Linked DNA regions of Danio rerio: region 1 is linked to region 2. A link is a contact called in public Hi-C data. All regions are on one chromosome and are shown on one strand. The core of a region is the stretch at or near the end of the contact, and the rest is flanking DNA. Distances in the headings are between cores, read along the strand shown. Region 1 overlaps fam13a (family with sequence similarity 13 member A). Region 2 overlaps herc3 (HECT and RLD domain containing E3 ubiquitin protein ligase 3).

What was found. A called contact is a pair of places that touch in the nucleus more often than the background predicts.
Region 1: a Hi-C map of embryo shows a contact between it and region 2, with 2.8 times the contacts expected there. The contact joins two enhancer-like sites. A contact is called at or near these places in 8 of 18 Hi-C or Micro-C datasets (caudal fin, embryo, hematopoietic stem cells and 2 more).

Annotation. Positions count from the first base shown.
Region 1 is chr1:54,092,112-54,098,826 of GRCz12tu, forward strand. fam13a (family with sequence similarity 13 member A) reads right to left here. Exons shown (of 24, transcript XM_073954802.1): 4 at 650-827. It also overlaps a transcript of otx2a not described here. Among named protein-coding and RNA genes, the nearest start is that of fam13a, 14 kb to the right of the region's middle. Within about 2 kb of position 2,015, at least 10 of the 62 cell types and tissues checked have an H3K27ac peak or open chromatin away from gene starts, as enhancers often do. A contact at or near this core is called in skeletal muscle, where this site is marked.
Region 2 is chr1:53,970,547-53,976,681 of GRCz12tu, forward strand. herc3 (HECT and RLD domain containing E3 ubiquitin protein ligase 3) reads left to right here. Exons shown (of 25, transcript NM_001145624.1): 5 at 1-109; 6 at 1,555-1,646; 7 at 4,526-4,656; 8 at 5,033-5,187. Among named protein-coding and RNA genes, the nearest start is that of herc3, 16 kb to the left of the region's middle. Within about 2 kb of position 3,520, at least 5 of the 62 cell types and tissues checked have an H3K27ac peak or open chromatin away from gene starts, as enhancers often do. A contact at or near this core is called in skeletal muscle, where this site is marked.

The sequences.
Region 1 (6,715 bases), core at 765-3,264, 120 kb after region 2:
TTCAACAATCTTGCATTATAAATTTAACACTAGTCATCATCACCTGACCAACATTTATGTTGTGTCTTGTCTCGTTTTCATGAAATGAAAAACATGCGTTAATGACAATTTAAATAATAATTTTTATTGACAAAAGCAATACTATTTGTTGGCGTTTGTGAGTATTGTTTGAATCAGCCTTTAAATGCTATTCTGATACTCTAGAAACAACAAAACAAGCTAACCTTACACATCTTAATTGTAAAAAATGACTAGTAGTGATGGAATAAAGTCATAAATATTCAAACAGTAGTCAGACAGAGATAAGGAAAAAAGGTTACAACTTCTAAACTGAAGCCAGGACTTTCTGAAAACTTAGTGAATATGTTTATGTAGTTATGTAGTAGATATCGACTAGCATGCTACTGCTAATTTATTTATAAGGATAGTTAAATGTTTATCATTTCTGAGATTCACCACGTCAGCAGCCATCAGCCTGTCATACTGAGCAGAGCAAAGGCGTCCTGCCACAAGATGGCAACAGAGACCACATAATAAGTCCTTAGATGCTACTTAGCATGCTGCTGCTGTCTTCAATGTTTTTTTATAAAGAACTGACACTGAATATCAGATTGTGTTGTTTGTTAGTTTGTTGAATTGCTTGACTTACTGAAAGACGTTTGGTCCAAACACTGTGGCCAGGTTGCTGGCGGTCATACGGTTGTGTTCGTGTTCTTGCTCCACCTGCGACAGGAAGTAGCACAAGTACTGCAGGAGACTGTAGTGGAGATCTGGTAGTTGGCGGAGGAGCTCACGCAGGTCATGGCAGAAATCAGCCTCGCTGGACTCTGACAAATACAAAATAAAAGCGTTTTATAGAGTTAAAGGTCTTAATAGTATTGAAAATATAAAAGAAATGTTCAAAAAAGAGCTAAGGAGAAACCAAAGATAAAATTATTACAATAATATAATATTCCAGTTCCTGTGATACATTGTAGTAATAAAATGTAAGTTTTTATGTAAATTAATGCTGGGCAAAGATTAATTGTGATTATTCACATCTAAAATAAAAGTTTGTGTTGACAATATATCTGTCATTCAGATGCCCTTACAGCCGCAACCCATCTCTGGGAAACATCCACACATACACACACACACACTCATACACTACGGCTAATTTAGCCTACCCAATTCACCTGTACCGCATGTCTTTGGACTGTGGGGGAAACCGGAGCACCCGAAGGAAACCCACGCGAACGCAGGGAGAACATGCAAACTCCACACAGAAATGCCAACTGAGCCGAGGATCGAACCAGCGACCTTCTTGCTGTGAGGCGAACCCACTGCGCCACGTTTCCCAAGTATTGGGAAATCTCTGTAGACCGATGACATTTCATGCTGTTCAGCCTTATAACCTTAAAATGTGAGCAAAATCACCTGTGTGTCATCACTTTAGACATTACACTAGAGAATCATTCAAATACTAGCTCTGAAGTGACAATGGTGAATTAGCAACAGTTTCTGCTGTTCTGACATCAGCTGCCGATGTGAACGAATGGCAGAAGAAAGTAGTTCTTTGTAAAAAAAAGGGGGGGGGGGGGGTTCTCTGCGTTCTTTTTTATATACACTTATGCCATCGAACTGTTGTATAAACACTATCACACTTGCAGCATTGCAATATGGCTGTATATCAGCACTGGTGGGACACTAAGGCACGTAGCCTTAAAATAACTGTTAAATATTCATTTTTATTTTGGCTATTTATCACCTATGAATGCCTTATGTCATGTTGATATTTGTCAGTCTATAACGATAAATACATTGCAGTAATAATGTAATTATTAATCATTAATATCCACACAAATAAATGCATTATTTGATATACTATGTGTGTTGTATAATATATCTGTTTTGTAATATAATTTGTACTATGGCTGGTGCTCACAGAACAATAGCAGCTGCTGAGGAAAAGTGGCGACAGGGATTATTTGTGTGGTGTGGATGTGGAAGTGAATAAAGCTGACTCAGAACTACTCTGTAAGAACTAGGGGAAGGGTGACGGCTAAAACGGTGTGTGTATGTGTGGCAGGAAGAGAAAAGACAGCATCATGCTTAAAAGTAAAATCTGACTGCTTCATAGACTCTAATGGAATGAGAAGGAAAGCTAAGCCAGATTTCACTGCCAATAATCTGATATTTGATCAACACAACCTGAATCAGATCAAATCTAAAATTCCATCTTGTCTGCAATGGTCACACTTGTTTGCGTCAGAAAATATTTTAAATGACTGTGCAGTATCTGGATAAAAAACTCCCAATACAAAAATGTGTGTCTGCTTTAATCCTCATTTTCTGGCATTTGGGATGGACCATCTGTGCAGGATATATAGTGTCTCACACATGCCACAAAGAGAGGGAAATTGAGACACCACATATATTCTGATGTTAACATGACCAAGACAATACTCTGATTAATAATCTACCATGTATACATACTTTGATTACCCTAATCTTTCTAAACATAAGTAAACACAAGTCAAATTTGGATGTGTAATTTCTTAAGGATCTCTTATTTAGGAAGTCTTACTATGGATCTGATGTGTTTATTGATGCATCGCCAACACCAAGATAACATTAATCAAAGCAAAGTCACATTATAATGGATCCACTGGATCTGAGCCAGTAAAATAATGCTCCATCTAGTATTTTACACCGTTCAGAAGCCAACATCCAGCCTCTTCAGTCAGTGTGAAAAGACATTTGTTCTGAGGTAGTCTGCATTAAACTGGACAACAGGAGAAGCTCTGCTCAATCACTGACTCATATCATAACCTTCACCTAAATCATCTCAGTTGATCAACAGATTAGCAGCTACTAAACCAATGACCTGATTTGCTGTTGTGAAATAAATAGATTGTAATGTTAATATTAAATGTTAATAATAATAATAAAATTAAATGTATTGAATGATGTATTTTAAAAAATCGAATTAGTATCTAGGGTTGTGCTGAAAGACGATGTCATTGTCCATCGCCGATGGCCAATAGACAACACGATGCTGAGCCGGCATCTCCGATCTTCCGCCCCGGCCCCGTCGCAAACCTGCTTGCAAAAAATACACACTCATACAAAAAAATACACATACTAAAAATAACCCCCCCCCCCCCCCCCCCCAAACTCGGTTTTCACAAGATGATGCCATTGTCTATCACCATTGTCCATTGCAATTGTTTCACATTAGACATTGAACGATGCCAAATTGGTCTACATCGCCCAACCATATTAAAGTCCATCCAATAAGCCTAGCTTGTAGTGGACATGGTGTACAATGAAAAATATAAGACTAAAAAACTGTATTTCAGTGTTATGTATTTTCTCGCACAAGTACAGTAGTTCCATGTGAAGCTTGAATTTTGTTCATAAAATGTTTGGAGTTACTTTTGCAATGCTAACTAATGACAAAATATCAACCCAGACTCATTCTGAAAATGTACCCATATATACATTTCTGGAGAGCGGCAGTATGTTTTTTTTTTTTTTTTTTCGCAAATCCACCAGAGGCCACTGTGTATGCTATTTGAGATCTCAAATTAGTCTCGCGAGTGCCATTCATGCCTGCTGTTCTCGCGTAAATCCACAAGAGGCCGTTGTCGACTGACTGACTGACTGACCGACCGACTGACTGACTGAGCAATTGACTGACCAACCCTCTTTCTTCTGTGCAAAGCACAGATTGTACCCCCAGCCCACTTCCCTAAACCCAATCGACAGTTTTAAAAAGCAATCCAGAAAAAGAAAAGCCCTAACCTGATTTTTACCACGTTTCCAGATTTTACCACATTCTCACCCTGTTATTTAATTTTTATTATTATTTTTTTTTTTGGCTTCTGTTTTTGTTATACCTGCTTTCTGGAACCGTTTTTCGCCGGACTCAAACCCCATCATCGTGGTCAACTCTTCTCTACTTCTCACGTCTGCTGATGTACATGACAAGCTACTGGACAAACTGGTAACAGCTGGGAAGCCATCGATATGGAGATAAGCAGTCAGCTTGTAAGGGTGCCCCATACCGCCCCATAGCATTTGTTTTTAAGACCAAATGCAGCCATATGTACTTCTGGCTACATGATTTGTGATCTCAGGAAATGTAAATAGGGCTATGTTTTCAGAATGAGCCTATAGCCCCTTTCACACATACAGCAATTTTCCGGAAAGGTTGTATGTGTGAACAGGTCCTTTTTGAAAATACCGGTAAATTCGTTCTGGCTATTTTCCGGAAAGAGAAGTTGTAACATTACCGGCAATTTGCCGGAATGCTGCGCTGTGTGAATGCAGAAGGAAGATTCCCGTAATAAGCGCGTGCACGTCTAGAACGTGCTGACGTGAGACGTCTGCTTTAGCTAATCACAACAGTCAGACGCATTTACCTCCGCGCGGATTGTGAGGGTTTCTGAGGTTTTAGCTGCTAGAAGTTAGTCAGATCACGTTTATATGTTCTTCTTAATGCCAACTGTGTAAATAATCATCGATGAGATGCTTATGATAAGCCGTTGTTTGTTTACCTTCAAGCTTTGCGTGTGCCTGTGAAACAGCCTGTGAGTGCCTGCACACGCACATATTCACAATATTGATCATCCACAGATTTGTAATTTAGTAAAATGTTTACAAACACAAGCACAGCCGTTTAAAGCTCATTTGTGGTTAATGATGTCAGAATTTACCGGTATTTTGGAATGGATGTGTGAATGCTCTTTTCCGGAAAATTTCCGTAACGTCCTCGCCTGTGTGAACATCGCTTTTTTGAATATACCGGTAAAGTCGTTCCGGAAATTTTCCAGAAATTTACCGGTATCACTGTGTGAAAGGGGCTTATGTTGCAACATATGGTACAGCCAGTAGTAAACATACACCCTGTCAAAATGACCAGGAAGAGAAATCATCATTTGCAAATAAAGTCGTTTTTGGTGCACCAAAGTCTTGTTGGAGCTGCGTATGACTGCACTTAAATCACTGAAGACACATGGAATGTTTTGACAATATTTTTGGTTCCCTTTTCTGGACTTTAAACATCTCGGGACTACTGCTGTCTGTGGAGGATCAGAGAGCTCTCTAATTTCATCCAAATTATCTTCAGTTATGTTCATCATAGTATGTTCCTGCACAACAGGAGAATCTTGAAAGCGTTTATAGGAATGCATTATTAATGCAATCCTACCAGACACGGATGAAGCAACTTATGAAGTGTGGATGAAGCGTTAAGCATGAGTGATTTACATGTTAAGTCAATGCAAAGATATCCTGCGACGCTACATCTTAAGTCGATGCATGTTAGGTCATTTACATGTTAAGTCAATGCAAAGACATCCTGCAACGCTATTATTTTGGCCATTTGGTGCACTTAACGCACCAAAAATGTAAATAATATACTTGTCTTTACCTAAACAATTAAGTAAAGTTGACTGAAAATAACTTAAAATTTAACATTTTGGTCCTATCACTTCAAAATATGAGGTAATTTAACTTGTGTACCATGAAATTCATAAACGTAAGATTTCAAGTGTCACGATTACCAGCGATCGGATTCCATAAGATCGCTGGTTCTCACTCAGCATAGCCTTGGACTACAATTCCGCCATTGTTGGACTACATATTCATACATGCACTCCATATTCATACATGCCTCCTCATCTAGACTTGATTACTCGCACCACCTGAGGATTGTCAGAGGCTGATTGCACACACTACTTAAGCCACACACTCACCTATTCAGTTTGCCGAGTCTTGTTTACTGTCAGTAGCACTACAACGCGTTTCCCAGTCTTGTTATCCTGTGTACCGACCTTAGCCTTGTTAGCATCCTTGTCTTTGCCTGCCGCCTGCCTTTGACCTTTCGCCTGTTACTGATTACGATTCTGGACTGCCTTCACATACCCGTTGGTACCTGTATTGACCATTGCTTGCCTGATGACGAATAAACCTGCATTGTGGATCTTACCTCAGTTGTATGTGTCACTCCCCGTGGTTAAATCAAGTCTAGTGAGCTCAAAATCATGATTAATTCTTTGAAAACAATAGGTCATTATCTCAAATGTAGTCTTGACTGTGAAATTCCAACCAAACTTGGTACTAAGTTTGGTGAACTGAAAAATTTAAGCATAGTCTACAAAACCGGCAAGTTAAATAAACTTAAATATGCAAGTTTTGGGAGACTCCATGACTCAATTTAATTGAGGCAACGAGTTTACTCAATTAATGTAGTTCAGTCAACTTATTAGGGTTTTCAGTGTGTGATTTGACATTTAACGCTTGCCACGTTTCCTATGAGAAATGGGTTTAGTGGACTGTATTATATGGGGTCCTAGAAACTGCAACTTTCTTCTCCTTCCCATATTTTAGGTGCTCTATAGCTCCCTCTAGAGTCTGCTTTTGTATTTTAAAACATTGTAATAAGGGCGGCACAGTGGCTCAGTGGTTAGCACTGTTGCCTCATAGCAAAAAGGTTACTGGTTTGATTCCCGGCTGGGCCAGTTGGCATCTCTGTTTGAAGCTTGCATTTTCTGCCCGTGTTTCTTCCTGGGTTTCCTCTGAGTGCTCCGGTTTCTCTCACAGTCCAAAGACATGCCCTATAGGTGAATTGAATGAACTAAATTGGCCGTAGCGCATAAGTATGTGTGTGAATGAGTGTGTATGGGTGTGTCGGCTGGAAGAGCATCTGCTGTGTAAAACATATCCCAGA
Region 2 (6,135 bases), core at 2,270-4,769:
ACCCAGATCAGCGCCGGAGGAGACCACAGCTTCGCCCTGTCCTTCTCTGGAGCTGTGTTCGGGTGGGGCAAGAACAGCGCTGGGCAGTTGGGTCTCAATGACGAGCAAGGTAATAATGAAAGTCAGAATTATTAGCCATCCTGTGATTTTTTTTTTTTTTTTTTTTTTCTTGTTCAAATATTTCCCCAAAGACTGAATTTTTCAGAGTATTTCCTATAATATTTTTTCTTCTGGAGAAAGTCTTATTTGTTTTATTTCGGCTAAAATAAAAGCAGTTTTTAATTTTTTTAAATGTCAAAGCAGTCAGTAAATCAGCATACTATCATCTCAAAAATATTGCAAGAATCAGATGCTTTGTTTCCAGTGAAGACTTAGAGAAACTTGTTCATGCTTTTATCAGCAGCAGGGTGGATTACTGTAATGGACTCCTCACTGGCCTTCCCAAAAAGACAGTCAGACACTTGCAGCTCATCCAGAATGCTGCAGCCAGAATTCTGACCAGAAGCAGGAAATCAGAGCACATCACACCTGTCCTCAGGTCTCTACACTGGCTGTCAGTTACATTCAGAATAGATTTTAAAGTATTATTACTGCTCTATAAATCACTAAATGGCCAAGGACCTCAATACATTACAGATATGCTGACTGAATACAAACCTAACAGATCACTCAGATCTTTAGGATCATATAAACTAGAAGTTCCAAGAGCTCAGTCAAAGCAGGGTGAATCTGCCTTCAGCCACTATGCTCCTCGCTGCTGGAATCAGCTTCCAGAAATGATCAGATGTGCTCCAACATTAGGCACATTCAAATCAAGACAGAAAACACATCTGTTTAGATGTGCCTTTATTGAATGAGCACTGTGCTGCGTCCGACAGATCGCACTATTATGTTTTTCGTTTTCTTTTTCATTCTTTTATAGCCTATTTTAACTCATTTTAATTTGTTTTTATCTGTTTTTAAAAAATTTTATTGTCTGCATTTTATGTTCCCAAACTTGTCTTTTTTATTCCTGTTTATGTAAAGCACTTTGAATTGCCACTGTGTATGAAATGTGCTATATAAATAAACTTGCCTTGCCTTGCCTTGCCTAAAACTGTTTTATGGTCAATATTATTAGCCGCCTTGACCAATATATTTTTTCAATTGTCTACAGAACAAACCATCATTATAAAATGACTTGGGGGCTAATAATTCAGGAGGGCTAATACACAAAGGACGACATAGTGAAGAATGTTGGAAAAAAACTGACCTTTGGACCCTTTTCACATTCCCAAAAGAAGATATTTTAAAACATGTTGGCTGCTAGTACCCTTTGACATAATATTTTTGTTTTATTTTATGAGGTGCCAGTAACCAGCATTCTTCAAGACATCTCCTTTTGTGTACAACTTGTCAAAATGGTTTAAAACCGCATGAGGTAGAGTAAAGGATGAGGGTCATTTTCATTTTTGGGCAAGCTATCCCTGTAGATACAGTAGGTGTCACAATAGAGAAGAAACCATACTTTAAAAATAGCCTCATGTTTTCTCATCTTTGTCCTTGATCTGACAGACCGAGCTGTTCCCTGCCACATCAAGTTCCTGCGCTCACAGAAGGTGGTTTACATCAGCTGTGGAGAGGAGCACACGGCTGCCCTGACAAAGGTATTAATCATATGGCCAAAGCACAGCAGTATGCTGAAAAACACTCTTATTTGACCTTCTTTAAGGTTTGACAATGCTGCATGTCCTAACAATTAGAACATTCCATCACTGAATGAAAGACAAACAAGATCATTTAATTTACAAACCTGCCATACTTTTTTATTCAAGGAAATAAACTTGAATCTTCAAAGACGTCACATCTCTCATGCTAGGCCCTACCACCAGCACCCCCCCCCCCCAATAAAAAAAACATATGTTTAGATTGCAATACAATATTTCATAAGCATTTAATATTGTAAATGTAATATTTTTTCTCCACATTGCACTTTACCAATACTACTGTTAGCATGTTGGAAACTGATAACTATTGACTTTCATTGTTTTTTCCCCTGCTTTGGATGCCGATATTCAACATTCTTCAAAATATCTTCTTTAGTGTTCGACATAGGAAGAAAACATTCATTCATTCATTTTCTTGTCGGCTTAGTCCCTTTATTAATCCGGGGTCGCCACAGCAGAATGAACCGCCAACTTATCCAGCAAGTTTTTATGCAGCGGATGCCCTTTCAGCTGCAAACCATCTCTGGGAAACATCCACACACACACTCATACATTACGAACAATTTAGTCTACCCAATTCACCTGTACCACATGTCTTTGGACTGTGGGGGAAACCGGAGCACCCGGAGGAAACCTACGCGAAGGCAGGGAGAACATGCAAACTCCACACAGAAATGCCAACTGAGCCGAGATTCGAACCAGCGACCCTCTTGCTGTGAAGCGACAGCACTACCTACTGCGCCACTGCCTCGCCCATGAAGAAACATACTTGATGTAATGATGAGTACAGTATACTACTGTTATATGGGCGTTATATGGGCGTTAAAGGGATAGCACAGAAATGTCATCATTGTTTACTCATCCTCCATTTTTTTTTAAACCTGATTTAGGTTTTCTTCATCTGTAAAACACTAAAAAAGATATTTCAAAGCATGTTGGAATCCGGTAACTATTGACTTTCATAGTTTATTTTCCCTACTATGGATGCCGGTTTGCAATATTCTTCAAATTATCTTCTTCAGTGTTTAACACATGAAGAAAACACACTTGCGTTAATGTTGAGTACAGTATAATACTGTTGTATGGGCATTAAAGGCAGAGCACAAAAACTCTGTCATCGTCTACTCATCCTCCACTTTTCCCAAACCTGTTTTAGGATTTTTTTATCTGTTAAATACTAAAGAAGATATTTTGAAGCATGTTGGAAACCGGTAACTATTGACTTTCATAGTTTTTTTTTTCCCTGCTATGGATGCAGATATTCAACATTCTTCAAAATATCTTGTTTTGTGTTCGACAGATGAAGAAAACACACTTGAGTTAATGATGAGTACAGTATACTACTGTTATATGGGCATTAAAGGGATAGCATAGAAATTTCATTATTGTTTACTTATCCTCCATTTTTTCCAAACCTGTTTTAGGTTTTCTTTATTTGTTAAACATTAAAGCAGATACTTTGAAGCATGTTTTAAGCCGGTAACTATTGACTTTCATAATTTTCCTCCTGCTATGGGTGCCGATTTTCAACATTCTTCAAAATATCTTCTTCAGTGGTCATATGATGATGAGAATAATAATAATAGTAATAATTAAATAATAATAATAAATGTTAAGCATTTGGCCCAATCAGAGATGGGTGTCTGGTTTCGTGCTGCCAGAGACTGTACATTAAGTCATAATTTTTCATTTTTATTCATTAGGTATAAAATTTATTTATAATTGTTTAATAAGCACATATATATTCAAAACAAGAATAGGGCAAAGCCCCATAACACTGCAGAGAATGACATACAACAGTTATTTGTGAAAAAAATTATCCTAAAGTGTTGCTAATGCTTCTGCGTCAAACACCGGCGTATGCTACGGCGTTGACGCATAGCCCTTCGCCGTGGCCATCGCCGTCACTGACGTGCACCTCTCAAAAAATGTAACTACACGTCGCAACGACGCGTAGCATAAGCTCTGTGATTGGTCGGCTTGGTAGCGCTGACGAGTCTGGGCGGGACCGAGAGGCGCGCGAATGGCGCGACGCCGCGCGAGCGATTGTTTACAAGTGTGGAGTCCCGTGAAGGAGCTCCGGATGGAAAGTTTTGTTCTGTGTTTACCTCATGGTTAAAGTTGTTGCACGTCCGCCGGTTCCTGCCTCAAAATGAGCAAGTTTGAGTCACTTGTACATCCAGGAAGTGTTCAGAATAGCAAAACAGAAGCGAAGAAACTCGACACAGAGGAACATTTACACCTCACTGCCCACTAGCGTTTCGGAAGTGTTAATGCAGACCAACAGAGACAGCGCGCAGAAGTATAAATGCACAGCCACGCGCGTTGCCTGCGCCGTGAGTTGCGCCGGTCACTTGACGCAGAAGTATAAACCAGGCAATCTCCTATCATAAGTAATAGCAGACATACGGTTTACACAGACAGCACACTGACTCGGCAAGATGCACAGATTATTTTTGTTTAGTGTTTACGAATGCATACATTTGTTATAAACGGGTTGTTTTTGTTTCAGTCACATACATTAGGTGTTTAAATATCTATTATGTATGGAAATGTGTGGGTTTATGGGTGGGGCTGTGTTGGTGTGGTAGTGGGCTACTGTGGCTACATTGCCAGGGCTGAATTTTTTTCCCAGTCCGCCCCTGGTTGTTGTTTTTTTGCGCTCTCATTTTTGATAGAATTTGAGAAGACTAATTGTTTAGTCTTGCTTTTTTTTTAGTAAATGCTACCAGTTGAACTAGCCATGCTGTGGAAAGTTGCTCAAATGTATTTTTCATCTCCAATCTTGAGCTTTGCTGTTTGTATCATGTTTGTTCCAGGAAGGGGGTCTGTTCACATTTGGAAATGGTTCAAAAGGACAGCTGGGCCATGACTCCACCAGAAACGAGCCTCTTCCACGCAGAGTTATGGAGCTCATGGGCACTGAGGTGTCTCAGATCGCTTGTGGGCGGTAAGTAAATGCACTAGACAAAATGCACACTTCTCTGTCCATCTGCTTCAGCTTAGCAAATGCGCTCAATTCCTTTAAAGTGTTAGCTTTTATTTCTGTCATTGGCAAAATGTTTTTAAAGCAAATGGATAATGCAATTGTGTGACAATTATGCAAAGAAAAGAAAATAATTATAAAAATCACAAGTAAATGGTTACAATTAGCATGCATAACAACAATGCAGAGTTGTTTTTAACATGAATTATTAGCAAATTCTAAAATGCATCTCATATTTGAAGCACTTGTCATGATGACTACGTGTCTGCTTTGTGCATGCAGTCATCAGATTAGTAGGAGATGAGATATTTGACAGCATACCTTTATGTGTTTGTCACAGGAACCACACCCTTGCATTCGTGCCCTCCACCGGTCTGATATATGCTTTTGGCTGCAACACTCAGGGCCAGCTCGGTACAGGCATAAGAGGAAGCGCCAAGAGCCCCGTTCCTGTCAGTAACATCCAGCCCCTTTGCATTGGAAATGCATACACAAGTATGTACATGTCACCAGGCCATTGTAGTCATTTTGCAACCCAGGCTCATTCTGGAAACGTAGCCCCATGGACGTTTCTGAAGACCGCGAAATACGTCCCGGAGGGTACGTATTTGTATAGTTTTTGTTTTTGCGAATCCGCGAGAGGACGCTGTTCGTGCTTTTTCGCGTCTCAAACGCGTCTCAAACACCACTCGCGGGCGAGTTGTTCTTGCATAAAGCCGTCGGAGGCACTGTCGAGTGACTATCTGTCTGACTGACCGAATGACGGAAAGGTTGACTGGGTGGCGGGCCAATCGGCCGACCCACCCTCCTCCTCCTTCCCTAAATCCAACCGGTTTACCAATTGACCTGCCGGAACACCCACCCGCCTGCTCGCTCGCTTCCCTTCTTTAAACCCAAGCAACGATTTACTAAAGCCATCCAGAAAAAGAAAAGCCCTCGTCTGATTTTGACCGCGTTTTCGGATTTCACCACGTTCTCGCCCTGTTACGAACTCGTTCGCTTTATTTTTTGGATTTAAAAAAATTAAATGCAGCCATACATGCCTCTGGCCACGTAAATCGTGGTCTCCAGAAACGTCCGCGGGGCTACGTTTTCAGAATGAGCTTGGGTTGTCATTATGTGAGGCGTTTCCCAAAACCATCGTTAGTCAACTAAGGTCGCAAGTTTCTTCGTTACAAACATAGTTCGTTGATTTGTCATTGCCCAAATCGCCTGTTTCAGCGAACATTCGCAAACTGCGTCGCAGACTTGTACACTTGCAACTACACCTCTGGAAACATATTTCCTGGCTATGTTCTATTCCCAGTTGTCCCCCTATGCCCTATTCATTTAAAACATTCTAACATTTAAATTTGAAATGATTAACAAAAACATTAAGGTCATCTCTCTTAGCTGTAATTTGCTTTCAGTTCAGTTTTAGCGATCTTCATGTTTACAATTGCG